Linked DNA regions of Ovis aries: region 2 is linked to region 1. The links are chromatin contacts, called in public Hi-C maps. All regions are on one chromosome and are shown on one strand. The core of a region is the stretch at or near the end of the contact, and the rest is flanking DNA. Distances in the headings are between cores, read along the strand shown.

The links. Hi-C and Micro-C count contacts between places; a contact is called where the count stands out from the background.
Region 2: a contact with region 1 is called in a Hi-C map of liver, with 4 times the contacts expected there. The contact joins the enhancer-like site here to the promoter of RAPGEF1 in region 1. A contact is called at or near these places in 7 of 16 Hi-C or Micro-C datasets (blood, liver, mesenteric adipose tissue and 3 more).

The regions. Positions count from the first base shown.
Region 1 is chr3:5,085,064-5,088,608 of ARS-UI_Ramb_v3.0, reverse strand. It overlaps RAPGEF1 (Rap guanine nucleotide exchange factor 1), which reads right to left and starts at 1,870. Exons shown (of 23, transcript XM_042248042.2): 1 at 1,526-1,870. The coding sequence starts at 1,586.
Region 2 is chr3:5,159,148-5,162,692 of ARS-UI_Ramb_v3.0, reverse strand. It overlaps RAPGEF1 (Rap guanine nucleotide exchange factor 1), which reads right to left. Exons shown (of 23, transcript XM_042248042.2): 3 at 132-310. Among named protein-coding and RNA genes, the nearest start is that of RAPGEF1, 74 kb to the right of the region's middle. Within about 2 kb of position 1,927, at least 3 of the 54 cell types and tissues checked have an H3K27ac peak or open chromatin away from gene starts, as enhancers often do. A contact at or near this core is called in liver, where this site is marked.

The DNA.
Region 1 (3,545 bases), core at 621-3,120:
CTGGCAGAGGGGAAGGCCCAGGGGTAATCTGTGCAGAGAAGACCTGGCCTCGGGCCCCCTTTCTCCCGGGAGCAGTGCACTGCGAGATGGCTAAGCCTGGAAAGCAGCCTGTGGGGCTGGAGGGCAGGGGAGGAGGGGAGGTGCTTTTCATTGCGTTCTTTTTGACTTTTCCATGACTTTCAAATTTTTCAATTATCCTTATAATGAGAGAAAACCCTGTTGATGCTGTTTTTTAAAATAAAGCAGCCAAGTTTTCCCCAACACTGTCCAAGAGGCATGGCGCATCCTAAGAAACACTGCACAGATTAATCAGAGGTGCTTCTGAAACAGCACGCGTGCTGGCAGGGAACTCATGGTCAGCAGACTCAGCCCTGCGGCTGGAGAACAATGAGGACACCCAAGAAACAGCACCTGAGGCCAAGGGCGCTGCCTGGAAGGAAAGCACTGGGGCCTCGGCTCCCAGAGCCGGGCATGGGGGCGGGGGACAGCGCCGGCCTGCAAGAAACCACTGAGCCTGTCACAGCGGGACCACATTTGCTCTTACAGACAACCGGTAAGGATTTAATAAGCCCGATGTTTAAGGTGCTCGGCACAGAGCCGGATACACAGAAAACCCTCAAGAAAGGCGGTGAAAACGTCCTTCCTGTACTCAAGCCACAGCCTGCAAGTTACACGGCCTTCTGGGTCCACTTCCGAGGCGCTTCTCAGCAAAGTATCCCGGTTCAACCTGGGAAACCAGCAACGTCCAAAATCAGTGTAACCTGCCCTATTTCCAGTCCCCGAAGAGCCCACCTTCCAGAGCTCAGCTGCAAAGGGGATGACAGGGTATCCGGTTATGACGACCAGTGGTGTCCCCGCTCCGGGAGCCCTGGACCCAGAGATGTGTCCTGCAAGGTGTCGCCGGCTTAATTAAGCCCTGCGCCCCAGGTGCACCGCCCCCGAGTTGCGTCTTTGGAGATTACTATTTCCCAGCCCGGGGAAAACCCAGGTAACCGGAAGGCGAGGCTCTGAGATCTCTAGGAAGACACAAAGAGATGAGGCTGGCAACGAGATTTCTAACCGAACCCCAGACCCAACCGGCTCCCCGTACGCCCCCGCTTCCAAGGGCTCAGCCTGAAACCGGAGGAAAGCTCGCCCGCGCCCTGAAAACGCCCAGGGACACATCCTGCCCCGCTGCCTTTGAAGCCTCCGAAGTGGAGACGTCTGGTTCAATTTAAACTCGAGGCTCCTCAGAAATGACACATAGATTGTGGCTCGGCTCCGTCACCGCCTGAAGGACGGCCGCCCGCCGCCCGGCCACTGGGACACGCGGTCCCTGCCCGGGTCCCCGGCCCCTTGTCTCAAAGTTCACGCCGCGGGCCGAGCGGCGCGCCCCGGCCCGGCCCGGCCTCCGGGCCCCCGGCCCCCGCCCCGGCCGCGCCGGCCTGTGGCCCCGGGAGCGCCGCGCGGCCCGGCCCCGCCGCCCGAGACGCGCCCCGCAGGCCCAGGGGCGCTTTCGCCCCCGGAGCCCGGCCGCGCACCTCACCTGCTTTCTCGATCTTGCCGGACATTTCCGGGCTGCGCCGGAGGCCGAGGCCGCCGCTCATCGGGCCCGGGCCGGGCCGCTGCGGGCGCCACAGGCCGGCGCGGCCGCCGCTCGCCTCGGCCCTGGCTCGCCGCGCCTCAGGCCCGCGCCGGCATGGTGGGCTCCGCGGGCCGCGGCCTGTGCGCTCGGCCAGCGGCGCCCCAGCCCGCCCGGGGGTGCCCGCCGCCGCCGCTCCGCCTCTTCTGCTCCCGCCGCCGCCGCCGCCGCTTCCCCGGGCCCGCGAGCCGGCCGCAGCGCCGCGCCGCCGCCCGCCCGCCGGCCTCGGCCGCGGCCAGAGCGCCACCTGCCGGGCGCGGCCTCCGCGCCGCCGAGGAAGCAGCGCCCCCTGCCGACCCGGAGCCGGCCGGAACTTCCCGCCCGGGACGCAGCGCCCCCTGCCGACCCGGAGTCTCCACGCCACGGCGAAGGACCGGCCCCTGGCCACCAACCCACACCTGGGCCTCCGCTGCCCGCACGCACGGACCCTCGACGCCAGGGCGAGGGGTGGCATGGACCACCCGGGACTCAGCCTCCTCTGCTGTAGAATCAGACTCTCCAGCTCAAGGCTTGAGTCTGATCCCAACCAGGCTCAGCTTGCCCTGCTGACTTGCCCCCCCTCGCTTGGAACACAGGGCTCCCACCCAAACTCGTGTCTCCACACCAGGGCCTGTGACTGACCCCACCCGCATCCAGAGGCCCCTGCTGGCCCATAGTCCATAGGCACACAGTGACCTCCTGCCTGCTCTATTCACTTGACCCCCAAATGTGGACCAGGGTCCCTTCCAGCCTGGACTTCTGCTGGGCCTTTTCTAAGCCCAGTGGTTAGTTCAGTAAAAGTGATTAAGAATCAAAGAACCTATTAGGCCTACAAAAATGTGCACAATCACTTATTCCCTCCAAAGACTTTATAACTTGGAGAAGCAAAGTTAAATCGGATAATGCAAGTATAAAACATTTTAGTAACACAAAGGGTGTTCACATGTGACAAAATCTCCAGCACCTCGCTCACTGTCCTTAGCCCAAGATGAAAGAAGTACAAAGAAGGATGAATTCAGCTTTCCCCCATTTCCCTCAGGTACAGTGAATAATCTGGAGATGGGAACAGAGTCTGGAAGGGGAGCACAGAGAAGAAATGATATTAATAATAGACATTGCAAAGAGTCTTATTCACCTCTCCCTGCACCCTCTGGCAGGCTTGCTGATTCTGTAACTGAGAGCTGGCCTTAGGTAGCAGCCAAATTTCCAGAGTCATCAGTGCCAGTTCTCTAGAGGTCAAAGGCAAAGCCAAAGATTAACACATTCATCTCTCTTTTCCAGCTGATGAACGGCTGCTCTGAGCCAGGGTGGGACGGCTCTACTCTCTCGGCAGCTGCAGCACCAGGCAGAACTGACCCTTGGCCCCAGATCCCCTCCCCCATGCTCCCAAAGCTGTCCCCAATCCTTCTAGGTTTCTGAGTCAGTCTTTTAGGTCCAAAAGTCTGTGTGCAAAGCAGAAAATTAGTCTGAATAGCTGGCCTGGTCAGGGTTCATGAGAATGGAACCAAATATTAATATATTTAATAAATTGACACATCAAACAACAAAAGGTTTTCAAACAATAAAGTGCTTTACAAATGGACATGACTGTAAATAAGGGTCATGGAGTTTATTTAATAAAGGTTATTCATCAAAGGCGTTTATAGGGACTTCCCTGCTGGTCCAGGGCTAAGACTCTGTGCTCCCAATGCAGCTCTCCCAGGTTCCATTCCTGGTCAGGGAACTAGATCTCACATGTTGCAACTCAGAGTTTGCATGCCTCAACCTAAAAGATTCCACATGCTGCAACTGGTCAGGGAGCTAGATCCCACACGCTGCAGCAAAGACCCAGGATTCTGTGTGCCACAATTATGACCCGTCGCAGCCAAATGAATAAAACAGATTTACAGCTGAGCCACCAAGGAAGCCCCCCGACATTTAAAAAGGTGTTTATAATAGAACATAT
Region 2 (3,545 bases), core at 678-3,177, 74 kb before region 1:
GGGGCAGGGACTGGAGGGCTCCTTTTCCTCCTGGCACTCCTCGCTGTTCATAGAAATGTTGGGTGTGAATGGCCCCCAAACCAAGGTGCCACTATGCCTCCACAGCTCTAACACGGCCCAGAGCAACTCACCTGTGCTGAATTCGAGGGTCGCTCTGCACCAGGGGTAAGATGGCCTCCAGCACCTTGCTGGCGGACCCCGGGAGCATCTCCAGGACCTTCTTATCAATAGCCATTTTGTCCACAATGGTCTTAAAGTAGCGCAAGGCACTGACAACTTCCTTCTCTTTCTCCTCCAGCCAGCTCAGGTTCTGAAAGGAAATGTTAAGCATAAGGAGGGAGGAGAGAGATTAAAGGGAGTGATTTTAAAAGAAATGAATAAAATTTCCTGTAGATCACTTTGAAATTGATGCCACTGGAAAGGGCTTCTTGCTGCAGAAACTAAGTCAAATTGTTTCCCTAAGGACTGCAATCAGGATACAGAGGCCAGACTTGGGGCAGAAGAAGGGGCTGGATGGAGAAAAGTAGTTGCGGTATTCCTAAGTCCCTTCCTAGACAGAGACAGACTCGCCCTGGGTCTCCTCCACCACTACATGGAACTATCACCGCTAATCTCACCAAGTACAGTGAGGACTGATTTGCTGATGGCTGTAGGATGCTTGGGTACTGTGCATGTCTATCCAGGAAATCAAACTGAGAAACCCCAGGCCTTTCAAGGTCCTGAGGGCTATGTGAGATTGGTCAGAGGCATTAGTGCTCAAAGCCCATTCTCCAGGACTCCTTGTTAGAATCCCACATTTGACCTGCAGATGCAGTGCCCTCTCAATGAGATGAGATGGCACTCCCAAAGGACCTGGAAGCCCTGGGGTGAAAGGGTGAGGAAGCTGGACAGACAGCAGAAATTCAGGCACTGCTCCTGCCGCAACTGCTAACAGCATCCAGAGTATCTCTGCTCCCGAGTAAAGCTCACCAAGGAAGAAAATAAAAACACAGAGCCCTGGACCTGCCGGCATTCACATTCCCACACCCAAGTCTTTCCTCTTTGACTGTGGAGTACCTTGAATCCATGGTCAGTGGGTAAACACACTCCTTACACTGACCCTGAGGTCAACAACCCAGGTCTCAGCTGGCTGGCAGGGAAAGGGAAACCAAGAATAATTGTTAAGATAGATAAATCCCAAAATGGATAATCCATTCGAGTAGAATCGATGACTTGCCCAGGGCAAATTAAGGATAGTACAAGTGAGGAAAACTTCCACCTATGGGCTCTTTGAGCTCCAGAGACTACATAAACAAAACCCACCAAGAACAAGAAGATAATTTCTTAAAAAAGGAGATTTAAAACTACACAAATACATAAAAAAGTGATACATAATAAAGTGATTATGATTCTGAACACTAGTTCTTTCAAAATAATGAGGAACGTCATTTCAAAGTAAATTTTTAAATAGTGGATTTCATGGGAATATCAAAGAAAAACCATATAAATGGAATTAAGAAGTCATTAGTTCCTTTGTGGGACGACTTTCAGAGCCTTGATTTAGCTCCTCTCAGCTCCTCTCAGAACACCTTCCCCAAAGGTGTTCTGTAGAGCACTAGGGTATCATGCTCCCATTCCCAGCATGGGTCTCTCTGCCCTCACTTTATTTTTCTCTTTTTACCAACTGACACCTTTATTTACTGTCTGTTTCCAAGGGCCAGGCACTTGCTTCTCTAGCTCAAGGCAAGAGCACTCTGCTTTGCCTAGGCCTACCCGGAGCTCAGAGGAACCTCAGTCTGAAGGAATCATGGCGCCGTGCAGACATCAAACATGACTAAAACCACACTGGCTGGTTGGGCAAGAGGATGACAGCCACAACACTGCCATCTCAGCACCTCAGGACTCCTCAGGCGCCAGCATGACGAAACGGGGGGAGGAGGCCGGAAATGTTTTACGAAAATGTGTCCCCAGGTTCGCTAGGGAGAAAGGGGCTGACCTGAAGATGGGAGGCCTCCAGAGCAGCAGGTGTTTCACAACAGAGACTTCTCCTGTCATTCGCAGAGAGATCGAACCGGGCTGCCCTGGGCTCCAAACAGAGGCGTGATACCTCGCAGAGTCAGGTTTCATCCATTAACGCTCCAGCAGATTCCACTCCCTGACTCAGTGGCCTCTGAATGCTATGCATTCCCCCCCGCCCTCCAGCTGTTAAAACTATGGCTTCTCACAAAATGCAGCCAGCAGTCAACAGTTTACAATGAGACACCCAGAAGAAGCACCCCCAGGAACCAGGGACCTGAGGCCAGGGCCTTGGAGAGGCAGGGGCATCCACCTGCACACGGCCTCGTGCGTCAGGGGGTTAGGGGCCACCGTGGCACAGACAGACCTGGAAACCACCCGAGGCCAGTGGTGCTCGGGGAGGCTGTGATCCAAAGGCACCACTGGGCTTCAGGCTCCTCATGTGCAAAATGGGAAGACTAATGCCTGCTCTGGGTGGGCTAAGGAGGCTTGTGGGGGTGCTCGGGGAGAATATTTGTGGAAGCATTTCATAAAATTAAGGGAATAGCAGATTCTGACTAAGCAACCTTGGCCCAGAGCCCACACTTTCTGTATACCAGGAACAGTGAAAGCTTGTGTGTACAGTCAAGGTGAGAAGGAAGACAGCGTGTGATGCCACTCAGGACAGGGCCCGGCACAGGAGACCCACAGGAAGTTGTGGGGGAATCCGAATCTCTTCCTGTCTACCTGAGCTGCAGCTTCCCAGGTAACATCCTGGGAACAATGAGACTATACACAGAAACACTAAGTTGTAAGAGAGTTAGTAAGTCATAGTTAAGGATGACGGCAGATGACAGGCTATGGTAAGATATCTCCAACAGAGTCAGCTACGCTCACACCCTGGCAGGCAGACCCCCAACACCTCTAGTCCTGACTGTGGGCCTCCATGTTTGAGCTCACTCTGGATCATGCAGGTGACAGGGCACGGAAACTCCATCCTTCTTAAAGGGTGATGACCAAGAACCAGGCTGATGCTCTTCCTTGGGGGAGGATCTATACAGCTCCTTCCTAGAGGACAGTTTCTCAGCCACGGCGTGGGCATTTTAGGACAGATGATGCTTTGTTGTGGGGGTTGGGGGCGGTGCTGTCCTGTGCACTGCACAACGCCTACCAGCATCCCTGGCCTCTACCTACCAGACGCCAGGAGCACCTGCTTCAGTCTCCTGGTTGTGACAACCAAAACTGTCTCCAGACATTGCCAGCTGTGCCCTGGAGTCTGCAGGAACCCCCACTAAGGATAGGGTACTTGAACGTCAAGTTTCCTCTATCATTTCTCTTGGAATAAAGAAGAAAGAGGGGTGGAAATGCCAAGAAGTGAGCAGCTGGAACAGTCTCCTATCAGAGATCACTAGCAAAACAGTGTTTAGTGTGTCATTTTGCTCTGGGCTCCCTGGATGGTGTCAGATGACAACTGACACTTTTCTTGGTGTTCCATATAAAACCCAGCTCCAAGGGGTTGCTAAACAGATTGTAATTTAAAAAAATAATAATTGTGGCACAGACCAAATCCT